Linked DNA regions of Mus musculus: all the other regions are linked to region 3. A link is a contact called in public HiChIP or PLAC-seq data. All regions are on one chromosome and are shown on one strand. The core of a region is the stretch at or near the end of the contact, and the rest is flanking DNA. Distances in the headings are between cores, read along the strand shown.

Region 1 (2,754 bases), core at 54-2,553, 580 kb after region 3:
TCTAATATCCTGTCTGAGTGCTAAAGTAGACTGAGCAGGATCCCAGATTTTCATGGCTCCATCCCCAGAAACTCAGGAGTTTGTGGCTCAGAGAAGGCTTTGGATGGCATACTGAGTGTCTCTGAAACCCCATCCTGTCTCCCCTCACCTGGCTATGGAGGGCGAAGCTGAAGAGCAGCCTGGTCCCCTGCATGCCTGTGCCTTGGAGATGAAATCCCAGGAGCCCACCCGGGAAATCTTCTGTCACTTGTCACGGCTGCCAAATGTCTTCTACATTAGGAGGCCAGAGAGGTTGGATCAGCCTGCAAATGGGCTGGTATTTTCCAAGAGGAACACAATTACCCCCGGAACTCACAGGAGTGGGGGAGCAAAGACAGGCAACACCCAGCTTCCTACGCAAGGGGCATTTCTGGGTTGTAGCGGTAACATAAGGACATTTGGCTTGCGCCCATTCCTATAGAGATCTGTCCTCAGAGGACTGCTGGCCAAAGCCCAGTCCTTCCTCCCAAGCTCTCAGCAGTAGGTAGCACTGCCTGACTCTACAATGAGCCTGAAGAAGCCACACCCACAGGAAAGCCAGATGCCTGGCACCGGGAAAAGTTGAGGAAGTTTAGAGAAAACAAACATGGGAAATGGAGATGATGACCTTTGATAGGATGCAAAGGGTCTTGGGTCTCTATGGGCAGCAGTCATAAGTGTGAAAGCATGCCATCGCTGACGCCATTAGCCTCTTGCTTCTCTCCTGTCGCTGTGATAAAAAGTTCAGCTAAGAACATCTTAAGAAAGAAGCTTTATTCTAGCATGTGGCTCCCAGTCAGAGTCCATCATTGAAGGTAAGTTGAGGCAGCAGAAGTTTGACACCAGTGGGCAGAGAAACACAGAAGCAAAGAAGGATTGAATGCACTCACGGCTGCACTCAGCTGACTCTAGACTTCTCACACATTCGGAGACTCAAACGGAGGGATTGGTGGCACCCATTTCAGGCTTGGTCTCCTCACCTCAGTTAAGACAGTTGAGACAAATCTCCACAGGTGTGCCCACAGACCAACCGGCTCTTGAGAACCCCTCTCTGAGACTCTTCCCAGGAAACTATAAACTTTGTCACATTGACAATTGTCACTAACCACTGCCAGGAGACTGGAAGAGACAGCACATCCATCATGAAGAGTCGCATTAGCTGACTTTCAGGAGACTCTGTGACTGCAGCTGTTAAAGAGGGAAGTCCTGCCTCACAGAGAGGCATGAGGTGTGAGCTCAGAGGTGGGGGGTCAAAGGCACAGGGCAAAGGAACAGAAAGTGCCGTGTCTCCGGCTGTCACCAGTGAGCAAACCCACGTGTGGCCATGTGGGCACAGGACATCTGTAGAGAGCAATGAGTGACTGAGAGATCCTTGGCTGAAAGACAAGAAGCGCTATATTAAGTGAGGTAACCCAGGCTCGGAACGACACCAATGTTCGCTTTTCAATTTCTAGATGTGCATGCCGATGTGGGAGTGCAGGAAGCTGGATGCCAGGAAAACAGAAAAGGGCCCTTGAGAGGAGGGGGAAATGACTTTCAGCCAAAACTACCCTATATTTAAATCTCTGTAAAAGTTATGTACTCTGTATTTAAAACCTAAAAACGTCATGTTGATTGGATTAGCATCTGAACATTTATGAGGAATCTTACACTCCTGCTTGTGCTTGCTTGCAGGCATATCTTCTCTTCTAATTAGGGATGATACTGAAAATGTTGTGCTTCTCTGCATTTTTGGTTCTGTTTCCTGTTTCTATACATTTATTTATGCACAGCGACTTTCATTTTTACTTTGGTATCTTCTGTCTTTCATTAGTTCTTACTATGTGACATTAAGTCTTCTAATAAAGAATAATTCATTTTTAAAAGATTAACCATTTTAGGAAAGACAAGAAGATCCAAGGACAAGAGCCAACTATAAAGTTTATAGCGGGTGTATATGTATATCTTGTCAATCAATCTCTCAAGCCATCGATGCTGACTGTGTGTGTGTGTGTGTGTGTGTATACAAGTGTGTGTGAGTATGTGTGTGTCCTTGTGTGTGTGTGTGAGTGTGTGTGAGTGTGTGTGTGTGTCCTTGTGTGAGTGTGTGTGTGTCCTTGTGTGTGTGTCCTTGTGTGCTTCTGTCACTAGACCCCATCCACAAGTTTCAGTTCAGAGAGAATACAGCTAAGAGAGTGTGTGAAGAAGGTTGAGAGGAATACCAGGCCACGCTCTTTGACACCAGGGCTGCTAGGACTGAACTGAGTTCCCCCAAATTCTTGTACTGAGGTCCTTCCTGCTCCCTGCATGCACTGTATCTTTGTAAGGAGATAACTCGGGTTAAATGATTGTGAACGGAGAGTCCAGAGCCCATAGAATCAATATCTTTTCCTTTTAACCGATGTCAGAGATCAACCTTTGTCTTTCCGTGGTGACAGCATGCACAGAGAAGCCCACAAGCCAGGAAGAGGACTTGACCAGAAACCACACTGCAGTTCTGTGATCTGCCTGTGGATGTGTAAATAGCCAGAGTCTATCCATGACGGACTCCTCCATGCCCACTCCCAGACCACGGCCCTTATGATAGCTCTGAGGTAATTAAAACAGGGGGAAGAAGGAAGTCAGGGCCCAGGAAGCTATAGATAACTGAAGGAATTATGGCAACAAATAAAAGGATTATGGGAAGGGTGTGGGGCCAAAAGAGCAGCAGTGATGACCTCAGACAGACGAAATCTGCTCAATGGGTCATCTGGGAAG
Region 2 (2,829 bases), core at 107-2,606, 760 kb before region 3:
GCTCAAGGAGCCCCGGTTGACATTTTCTCTGTGACATTGTGAAAGATGTTTTTAGTTTTTGTTTTTGTTTTTGTTTTTATTTTATTTTATTTTATTTTTTGAGTGCTGGAAGATATGGGGATTGGCAAGTACTCTATCACTGGGACGCTGAAATACACCTCCAGCCGGAGGGGGGGCAGTTTAATTTAATTTAATTTTTAGATTCATTTGTATTTTATTCTGTGTGTATGGGTGTTTTGCCTGCTTGTGTGTTTGTGTGGCATGTGCATACCACGCCTACAGAACCCAGAAGAAAGCATCAGATCTGCTAGATCTGAACTTACAGACAGATAGCTGTGACCTGCTGCGCGGATGCTGGGAACGGAACCAGCGTCCTATGAAAGAGCAATCAATGCTCTTCACCGCTGAGCCACCTCTCCAGCCCCATGGGGAGGGGGACAGTTTTTAAGTGAACATGAGATGTACTTGTCACCTGAATAATGGTTGTACTGGTTGTCATCATGAAACTGTGGAGAGAGCACTCTTAGCAGTTATAGGGGGTGTGCGTCTCAGGGGTTGGGGTGGGGTTTAAGTGATGAAGCAAGACAAGACCAGCCTTCTGTTTGGGTTCGGGGTGAGGAGGATCACTGTGAGACACCCAGGGGTACCAATTACTGTCCCAGGTTCAGCCACCTCACTGCCATGTGGTCCCTTCACTAGGTCTCCCAAGCAGCATATGTCACCAATATGCTTTTTGGCTCTGTAAAATGACTCCCGTATTCCACCCTAGAGTGAATGCCTGCCACAGGGTAGACATAATGGGAGACTGTCCAGGGACAATCAGTGGCCTTCCATGAGAGGGCACTGTCAACATGGAACCATTGACAATGTGACACACGCAGGGAGGCCTGGGAAGGTGGTGATGGCACGGTGATTCTCTAAACTGCTGTCCCCGTGGTCTAGCATGATCATGTGATCATGATCCTCACTTGGCTTCCCTCAGAGGTGTTAGTGAACAAGGGTGACATGAGCTGAGGTAGCGATAATGCTGAGTGAGCCGTGCAGTGCTTTGTGGTTTACTGAGGAGCCCGGGCGGCCCAGACCAGTTCCCCTGCTTGATCAGAGGTGTCCTTTAACATTTGCTGCTTTTGAGTCAAGCTACATTACTCTTCTTCCAGGCCTTAAACCAAAAGGCATCCCTGAAACACTCAGAGCCACATACAAGGATGGGTAACAAACCCGCAGTATATAACACCTACTGCCACATTTATACAGCAGTGAGCGGTGGATAGAGGGAGGACCTCACAGTCCCCAGGCCAAGTAGGAAGCAAGGCTCAGAGAGGTGACATCTCATGTTTGGCTACACCCTTTAGAGATCAAGTTCCAAGTGTTCAGTGATGCTCCTATGGGGGGTGGGGAGTCTTGTCAGAAGAGATCTGGGGTAGGAGTCTGCGTTTGAAACTCCTCAGACAACATACTGAAAGAACAAAGAAGGCTCAGTGTGTGTTCTAAAGATCTATGAAAGTAAGGAGGGAGGAAGCAAGAAAAGACACCGCAGGGCCCTCTCTGGGTTCTGAGCTGCCCCGTGTGATTTAGTGAGACAAACGCAACTGACATTTCTAGGTCTGTAGGCCAGGATTGGTGCTTCTGAAGTCATTTGGACCCAGCAGTTAGCATCATTAGCTGCAGCCGCTACAGCAGTGTAAGGCTAGTGGACCCTGTCCCAGCCATTAGCAAAGCAGCCACCGCCCACTGCAGGGCACGCACTGGGCCACCTGCGTGCAGGTATCTCTCTGAGTTCGATGCAGCAAGGACGGGTTTGGGATGAGCTAAGCAAGCCCTGAGTCTGACGCAACCTGCTGTCTAAGGCTCTTCTTGTCTAAAAGCAAGCCATCTGTGCCTGTGCTGTGTCTATAAAATACTTATTCAGTTCCTGAATAGAAAGACGTTCCAAGTGGCTCGCCAGAGACTCTCTGACGTTGTTTAGTTCTTAAAAGTGAGCAGCCCCATACTCAGGGCTATTTGTAGGCGAGAGAGAGCCATGAGGTCGTCACATGTAAACGAACATTTTATTTTAAAAAAGAAGGGGGTGGCTGGAAAGAGAGTTGTCAAGGGAGGGCCTTCAAGGGCTGGGGGATTTATTTTTTCTTTCTGTCAGGTACTGGGGGAGGCTGCTGCCTATAGTGAGTGAAGCCTAGAGTTCTGTAGAGGGACACTTAGGGGCTCTGATGAAGATAGCTCTCACCCCAGGGTGACAAGTGGCCCTGAAATCTGACCGGACAAGTAGTCAGCCCCCTTTCTCCTCACAGTTTAACTATGGAGGTGACATCTGGGTTCTAGAGCATGCAGGTCAGAATATGTGTGCCCTTCTCTCTGCTTTTCTAAAACATGGAATCGGTTATGGCTACCTAGTTACATAGTCTGCTTTGGACTTCGGTATTTGTTGGATAGAACAGTCTAGAAAAACATGTGGCCACCAGATAAAGAGACAGGAAGTACTTCAGAGCAACTCAAGGAAATGGAGATGCTGAGAAGAGATGGGCCCCAACTTAAGAACACCCCAGATCTCAGCAACCATCCTCTGTAAATCCATTACTTAGAATGGCTGGGGCCCAGAGAAGGGTACAGAAACACCTTTAATTTGATATGTGACCTCCTAGGACATGGTACTTCATTTGTGTTGATAGCTCCAATGTGTCTGAAAGGGACTTGTATTTACCTTCTTAAGAAACACATACACACACACACACACACACACACACACACACACACACACACACACACGATGTGAGGAAGAGTCTGAACCTGTCTTCTGGCCAGCATTAGCTAATAAGCTGAGTATGGAGCAGT
Region 3 (2,700 bases), core at 84-2,583:
AGAGAACCAGGAGTGGCTGAGACTCTTATCACTTGCTGATGCTTGGCAATCTGTTTGTTTGATCAGTTACAATGCATGCAGCGTGAGATCCAAGTCCATCCACCATCTCCAATTCACGAGGGATAGGCGTCACTGGCTGTCTTTGGGATTCTGTCCTGTGTATTTGGCTTAGCCAGTGTGTGGTCCCTGGCGTGGATGTCTACAGAAGGAATGGGGGCTAGGGGAAGACAGCAAGCAGAGTGGGCCTGTCCTGTTAACCGCACGTCTGCCCCAAATCTAATTGAGTCACTCAGTTAAACTGCTCAAATGCACACAGATTAATAACAAGCCCAAAGGCCAGCTATTCCTTACTGCTTCCTATATAAGCACTGCTATATAAAATACAAGTTACCTGGTGACTGTGTGTTCCAGAGGGGCAATACATTTTTAAGTACGCTACAATGTCCCAAACATGATGTGAGATAACTAAGAAAAAAACACAAGCTCTTGGTTTTCTGACATTCTGGTGGAACAAGGCATCTCACATATTTTGTTTGCAATCTTACCAAGAATGCAAATGAGAATTGCAGGCCATTACCCTGCTGAGAAATTGTTCCCGGGAGACAAAAATCTTAATGAGAGGACATTTCACACCCACAGCCTTGCATTCTCTTCCTCCCTCACTGGCCCCTGACCTCTCTTTCTGGTTCCCTGGGCAGCCACTTCTGCGGGCTTGCTACCCATGAAGGTATACACTGAGCAAGCCCCTTCCCTGCTCATTGACACTGTGCCCTAAACAACCATCCGTCATTAGAATATCACGTATATCCATTCCTGACTATAGGTAAGGCCAGGGCTGATTGCAGGGCCAAGCAGGATGTATGTAGGTTATATGCAAATGTGTCATTTTGTATGAGGGACCCGAGGACTTCCTGGAATCAGTCCTTATGGGTACTGAGAAAATACTGAGAAGCCATTGGTCAGAACTGAGTTGCTATCCACCTATTCCTCCTCCAGAAATCTAATTCCTGGAAGAACAATCCATTGACTCTGGCCGGGCGAGTGTTCTGACAGATGTCCTGTTTTGATGAAGGCATAGCTGCATTTTGGAGGAGCTGTGGGCAACCTCGGGAGCTGTACGGTGTATGCAAACATCTCAAGGGCTGTGCCCTGTGATGTATAAGGAGACCCCTCTAGAAGCGCTGTCTAGATTCACTTGCCTTTGGTCCCTTTTTTGTCTCACTTCTCACAGGGGCTGATCCCCCTCCAGAGCCGGCTCATGCTCCTCTCTCTGATACCAGCCGAGGAGGCGTGGGCCCTATCAATCTTGTCACCTGTGTGAAGCCTGGGTGGCCTCCTCCCCCTTCCCTCCCTAAGCCTTGGGTCTGTGACCGCAGGGGTGAGCTGCTGGCCTCGGAGTGCCACTTTCTCAGCGGGGGCACTTCCTCCCCTGCAAGCTGCTTTGGCAAATTGTTTATCTCTCACAAGGATAGTAAGAGAGATCCTATCAGTGAAACTCTATCTGTCTGGGCACAGATGTCTGCCTCCCTGGCAGGCTCCTGTTCACCCTGCTGTGGCCTACCATTCTCAGGTCTTTGCCCTCCTCCCCCAAACTTCCCCCCTCAAAATCTGCAGTCAGGGAGGGGAAACAGTGGGGGCAGAGTGTGAAGCTGCCTCTGGGAGCTGAGGAAGTGCCAGGGAAGACAACCATCAGGTCTTATAGCAACTGTTATCAAGGGTCATGTTAGGAAGGGAACGGGATGCAGACACCAGGACCCAGATGGCAGTCTGGATAGCAGCTTTTTTTTTTTTTTTTGCAGGATGCAGAGGCAAAGGGTGGTGGATTTCTGTAGATGACTGTTTTAAAACAGCGAGAGCAGGAGGGCTCTGTGCTGCTCTCTGGAACTTTCTGCAGCTAAGGTAATTTATATTTGGACTATGTCATTCACTAGCCCACAGGCACCGTGGGTATAGTGACCTCTCGAGATACAAAAAAAAAAAAAAAAAAGGAAGGCTGGAACTGTGAAGTGTCTTTAGTTTATCTAGTTGAGATGTGACTGAGCGAGCCAATTAGCAGTTTCAGATGTTGGTGGATGACCATGGGACTCGCCTCTGACACACTTGCTGACCACTGCTAGGATGAAAGCCTTTGTCGCCTGGCCTGTCGCAAGACGTCTGAATCCCTGTTGGCTCTGTTTTACTCTCTCAGTGACTTGGGCTGAACTTGCTGAGGCCAAACATAAGGTGCAATGCCTGACGGGATGGGGCTGGGTGGAGTCTGTGTGCTCATTTCTCCTAGGTGAGACCCTGGCCCATGTGCCAGGCTCCAAAGAGATTTGAGAATCCCCAGTGCTGTTGGGTGGCTATAGCTGTTTTATAACTATAAGTACAGAGGTGTCACAGTTCCGTGGTGGGGACACTTTGATGTCTGAAGAATCCACTTTGCAATATCAAAGTCATCTGACATGTCATCGGGTGCGAAGAGTAAAAGGGTCTGAGTTTGAAGCGTCAGGCACCATGCCCAGGGTACCAATAAATGCCTTTCTCTACCTTTCCCCTTGGACCATAACCACTGGTTTGGGAGGAATAGCATCCTTAGATGCGGGATGGAGGGCTATTTTGTCTGTTTCAGGTTGCCATAGTGTTTGATGAAAGTGCATTGTTTCTAAGCCCTTGTCAAACGCTGTGGCATTTCTAGACTTAAGCAACTCAGTTCCACTG
Region 4 (2,803 bases), core at 128-2,627, 590 kb after region 3:
ACATACACACACACACATACACACACATACACACACACACGCACGCACGCACGCACGCACGCACACACGCACATGCACATACACATCTAAATCCGGTGCCCGGGTCTGTGGTTGTCAAGTCTAGACCACTCACTGGTTTTGTAAACAATTTTATGGAGACGCAGCCACTGCCGTTCATGCATGCTTTGTCTAAGACTGTGTGTGTACTACTGAATAATTGCAGCAGTCCGCATGGCCTACAAAGCCCGACACTGTTCACCTTCTGATCCCCTAAAGGGAAGGTTAGCCAATCTTTCCTCTGTGAAACATCAGAGAGAACCCTTTTTTCATGGATTCATTAATCTATTCTTTTAATCAGGTTGCTAGATGGTTTCCCAACACTCTGGGCATAAAGGGCAGACCTAGTCTTGGCTGCCTTGAGATCTTCAAGGCAGAACCCAGTACCTCATAAGTACTTAAGAAATGTCTGTTGGGTGAGAAATGAGCTAACATAGTAATTTGGGAATTTCTACCATTGTGGATCTTAGGGTGGAGATTGAAATGGAATCTGAAAAGGTTTACCATGTTCATGAAAATGCTTTCCAGGGGAGAAAGTTCTTTCCTCCCTCAGTCGAGTAAGTGAATGAGCAAAGCGCTGGACGATGCTGACCCAGAGTTTCTAAGTCTGAAATCCAGGGCACCTAGGAATGAATGAAGCAGAAAGGAGTCTGGGTCTTCCGAGAGATCACCCGTACTGGCTGTACTCTGTCTATGAACCCAGTGCACTGCCAGTTGCTGGGGGCCAAGAGTGGGCACACTCAGCAGGAGCCCCCAGATGCTGACAGCATCCCACATCCTGGGGGCAAGGTGATGACAACAGAAGGAGCCCCAAGAGAGCTCCCATCTGTCCTTGCTGTGCTCTCTCTACCAGGACGCACAAACCATGGAGGAGACCCTGGTTGTATCCCAACCATGGCCAGAGTTTAGAACATGGGGCAGAAGAGAGGGACAGACCTCTCTGCGGTCGCCCCGTGACTGGAGCAGCAGCGTGCCTAGCCCCACCTCTGTGTGCTTCTGACTGGGAGAACGGCGGGTGCTTTCACATGCTGAGTTTTATAGGGGGATTCACAGTACAAGTGTTGACCGACCATGCTCTTGCCGTGAAAGGAGGCATCTTACTTCATGTTCCTGGCAGCAGCACGGAAGCTCTGTTCCTGTTGCCTAACCCAGTTCTATAGTCCTGCATGGGCAAGCCTGCGGGTTCCAAAGGCCTCCTTTTTGGCCAGAGAGGCATAAACATGGTCACCTAAGGCACCAGTCGATAAGATGAAAAGATTTCCCAGGTGCTGAGTCGCCCTCTGCCTGAGCCAGGAAGGCAGCCTTCCTGTATCACAAGGGGAGATCTTATCTAAGAAACATCTCCATATTGCTAGTTTCACAGACAGGCACAGCACAGGCACCACCCCCACCAATAAACTGGCTTTTTTTTTTTCTGCTTGCAAAAGGGGTTTTCTCTTTCACCTCTTTCTCTTCCTTTGCAGCGTGGGATCATGTCAGAAGGCAAGCGTGTTCTGGTAGAATAAAATTGCACCTGACTTGGAAGCCGGAACTATACTCTTATGTTAATGAGCGGGTGGCCAGAAGAGCCATTCTCAAAGCTTTCCTGTCATCTGCCCTTCTCCCTCCCCTCTCCCCTGCCTTCCCTTTCTCCTCACTTGTTCCCCCACCCCCGCCCCCCCACCTCCCCGCCCCATTCTCTTCCTTCTCAGCAAAAAAGTTGAGGGAGAGAAATTAAGAAGTGGCAGGTACAGCCACTGCCATGAATATCTAGCGCAGTGTCTCTTGTCAAAAAAATCAGAAGTGTATTAGAAAAGAAGAAAGCAAAACTCAGAGCTCAGACGGGTGTACGGCTCACCCATATCCTCATTCAGTTTCTTCTTCCTACTTAAATTTCACTGTATTTCTTTTTTTAACCTCTCCTGCAGGTCTTTATATATAGGATACCACACACTTCTGTCATTTAAAGTACGAAGGAACTAGCGGGGGGGGGGGGGGTGATCTATTTTCAGCCATATCTTGTTAGGATGCTTGTTTTTTTTTTTTAATGTATTTAATTAATTTATTTATTTCTGTCTTGTGGTGGGAAAAAGAAAAAAGGTGGATTTCTGAGAAAGCCAGGTCTCCAAAGAACACGAGTGAAGGTTGAGAGCGTGTCTGGCCACCTGTCCTGTCAATTAGAGGAATATCTATGAGGTCATGGCGTCCTATGGAACTGACATTCAGCCGTGAAGGGAGCAGGGTACACAGTGTGATAACAGGATGATAAGCCTACTTTGGTCCGATTAGAAAATAAAAGTGGAGGCCACTCCCTGGCCTAGCCCACAGTCTAGAGATGAATAAGGATGGGGCTCGGAGAACAGCCATTCCTGCCAGGAGCCTTCTCCTTCAATGGCCGCAGGACAGCAAAAAATGAAGTCCGAGAGCCATAATCACTCGCACAAAAGGGACAAATACTGTGGGTAGCTTTAGAAGCAGCTGAAAGGTGCCTTCAGTTCTGACAAGATTGGTGTTAATTACCAGCAAGGACTCCAGTATAATACTATTTAAATCATTTTAAATTATCCCTCTCAAAAATTAATTTTTCATCAAAGATTACACACACACAAAAAAATCATGATATCATCTCCGCAGCTGCGATTTAGTAATAATTTCATGTATTATTACCAATGTCAGTTGGATAAAAGAAAAAAATGGCACCCCACCGTGCTGATTCCAGCGCAGGCCATATATAGAAATTTTTAACTATCACTTATAATCGCTTTGA

Evidence for each region. HiChIP or PLAC-seq counts read pairs in DNA pulled down with a chosen protein or histone mark.
Region 1: a contact with region 3 is called in an H3K4me3 HiChIP or PLAC-seq map of the SCID.adh cell line, with 27 read pairs. The contact joins two enhancer-like sites. A contact is called at or near these places in 2 of 115 datasets of contacts at active chromatin or transcription factors (the SCID.adh cell line and T-cell acute lymphoblastic leukemia).
Region 2: a contact with region 3 is called in an H3K27ac HiChIP or PLAC-seq map of T-cell acute lymphoblastic leukemia, with 3 times the contacts expected there. The contact joins two enhancer-like sites. A contact is called at or near these places in 1 of 484 Hi-C or Micro-C datasets (double positive thymocytes) and 6 of 115 datasets of contacts at active chromatin or transcription factors (CD8 T cells, T-cell acute lymphoblastic leukemia, double positive thymocytes and 3 more).
Region 4: a contact with region 3 is called in an H3K4me3 HiChIP or PLAC-seq map of the SCID.adh cell line, with 8 read pairs. The contact joins two enhancer-like sites.

What each region holds. Positions count from the first base shown.
Region 1 is chr12:106,581,675-106,584,428 of GRCm38.p6, reverse strand. No RefSeq gene overlaps it. Among named protein-coding and RNA genes, the nearest start is that of Gm46320, 52 kb to the left of the region's middle. Within about 2 kb of position 1,303, at least 9 of the 459 cell types and tissues checked have an H3K27ac peak or open chromatin away from gene starts, as enhancers often do. A contact at or near this core is called in the SCID.adh cell line and T-cell acute lymphoblastic leukemia, where this site is marked.
Region 2 is chr12:107,919,943-107,922,771 of GRCm38.p6, reverse strand. The region is part of intron 3 of Bcl11b (B cell leukemia/lymphoma 11B); the gene reads left to right. Among named protein-coding and RNA genes, the nearest start is that of Bcl11b, 82 kb to the left of the region's middle. Within about 2 kb of position 1,356, at least 43 of the 459 cell types and tissues checked have an H3K27ac peak or open chromatin away from gene starts, as enhancers often do. A contact at or near this core is called in CD8 T cells, T-cell acute lymphoblastic leukemia, double positive thymocytes and 1 more, where this site is marked.
Region 3 is chr12:107,158,999-107,161,698 of GRCm38.p6, reverse strand. No RefSeq gene overlaps it. Among named protein-coding and RNA genes, the nearest start is that of Gm52008, 49 kb to the right of the region's middle. Within about 2 kb of position 1,333, at least 50 of the 459 cell types and tissues checked have an H3K27ac peak or open chromatin away from gene starts, as enhancers often do. A contact at or near this core is called in CD8 T cells, the SCID.adh cell line, T-cell acute lymphoblastic leukemia and 2 more, where this site is marked.
Region 4 is chr12:106,564,070-106,566,872 of GRCm38.p6, reverse strand. It overlaps the pseudogene Gm17053. Among named protein-coding and RNA genes, the nearest start is that of Gm32935, 37 kb to the right of the region's middle. Within about 2 kb of position 1,377, at least 24 of the 459 cell types and tissues checked have an H3K27ac peak or open chromatin away from gene starts, as enhancers often do. A contact at or near this core is called in the SCID.adh cell line, where this site is marked.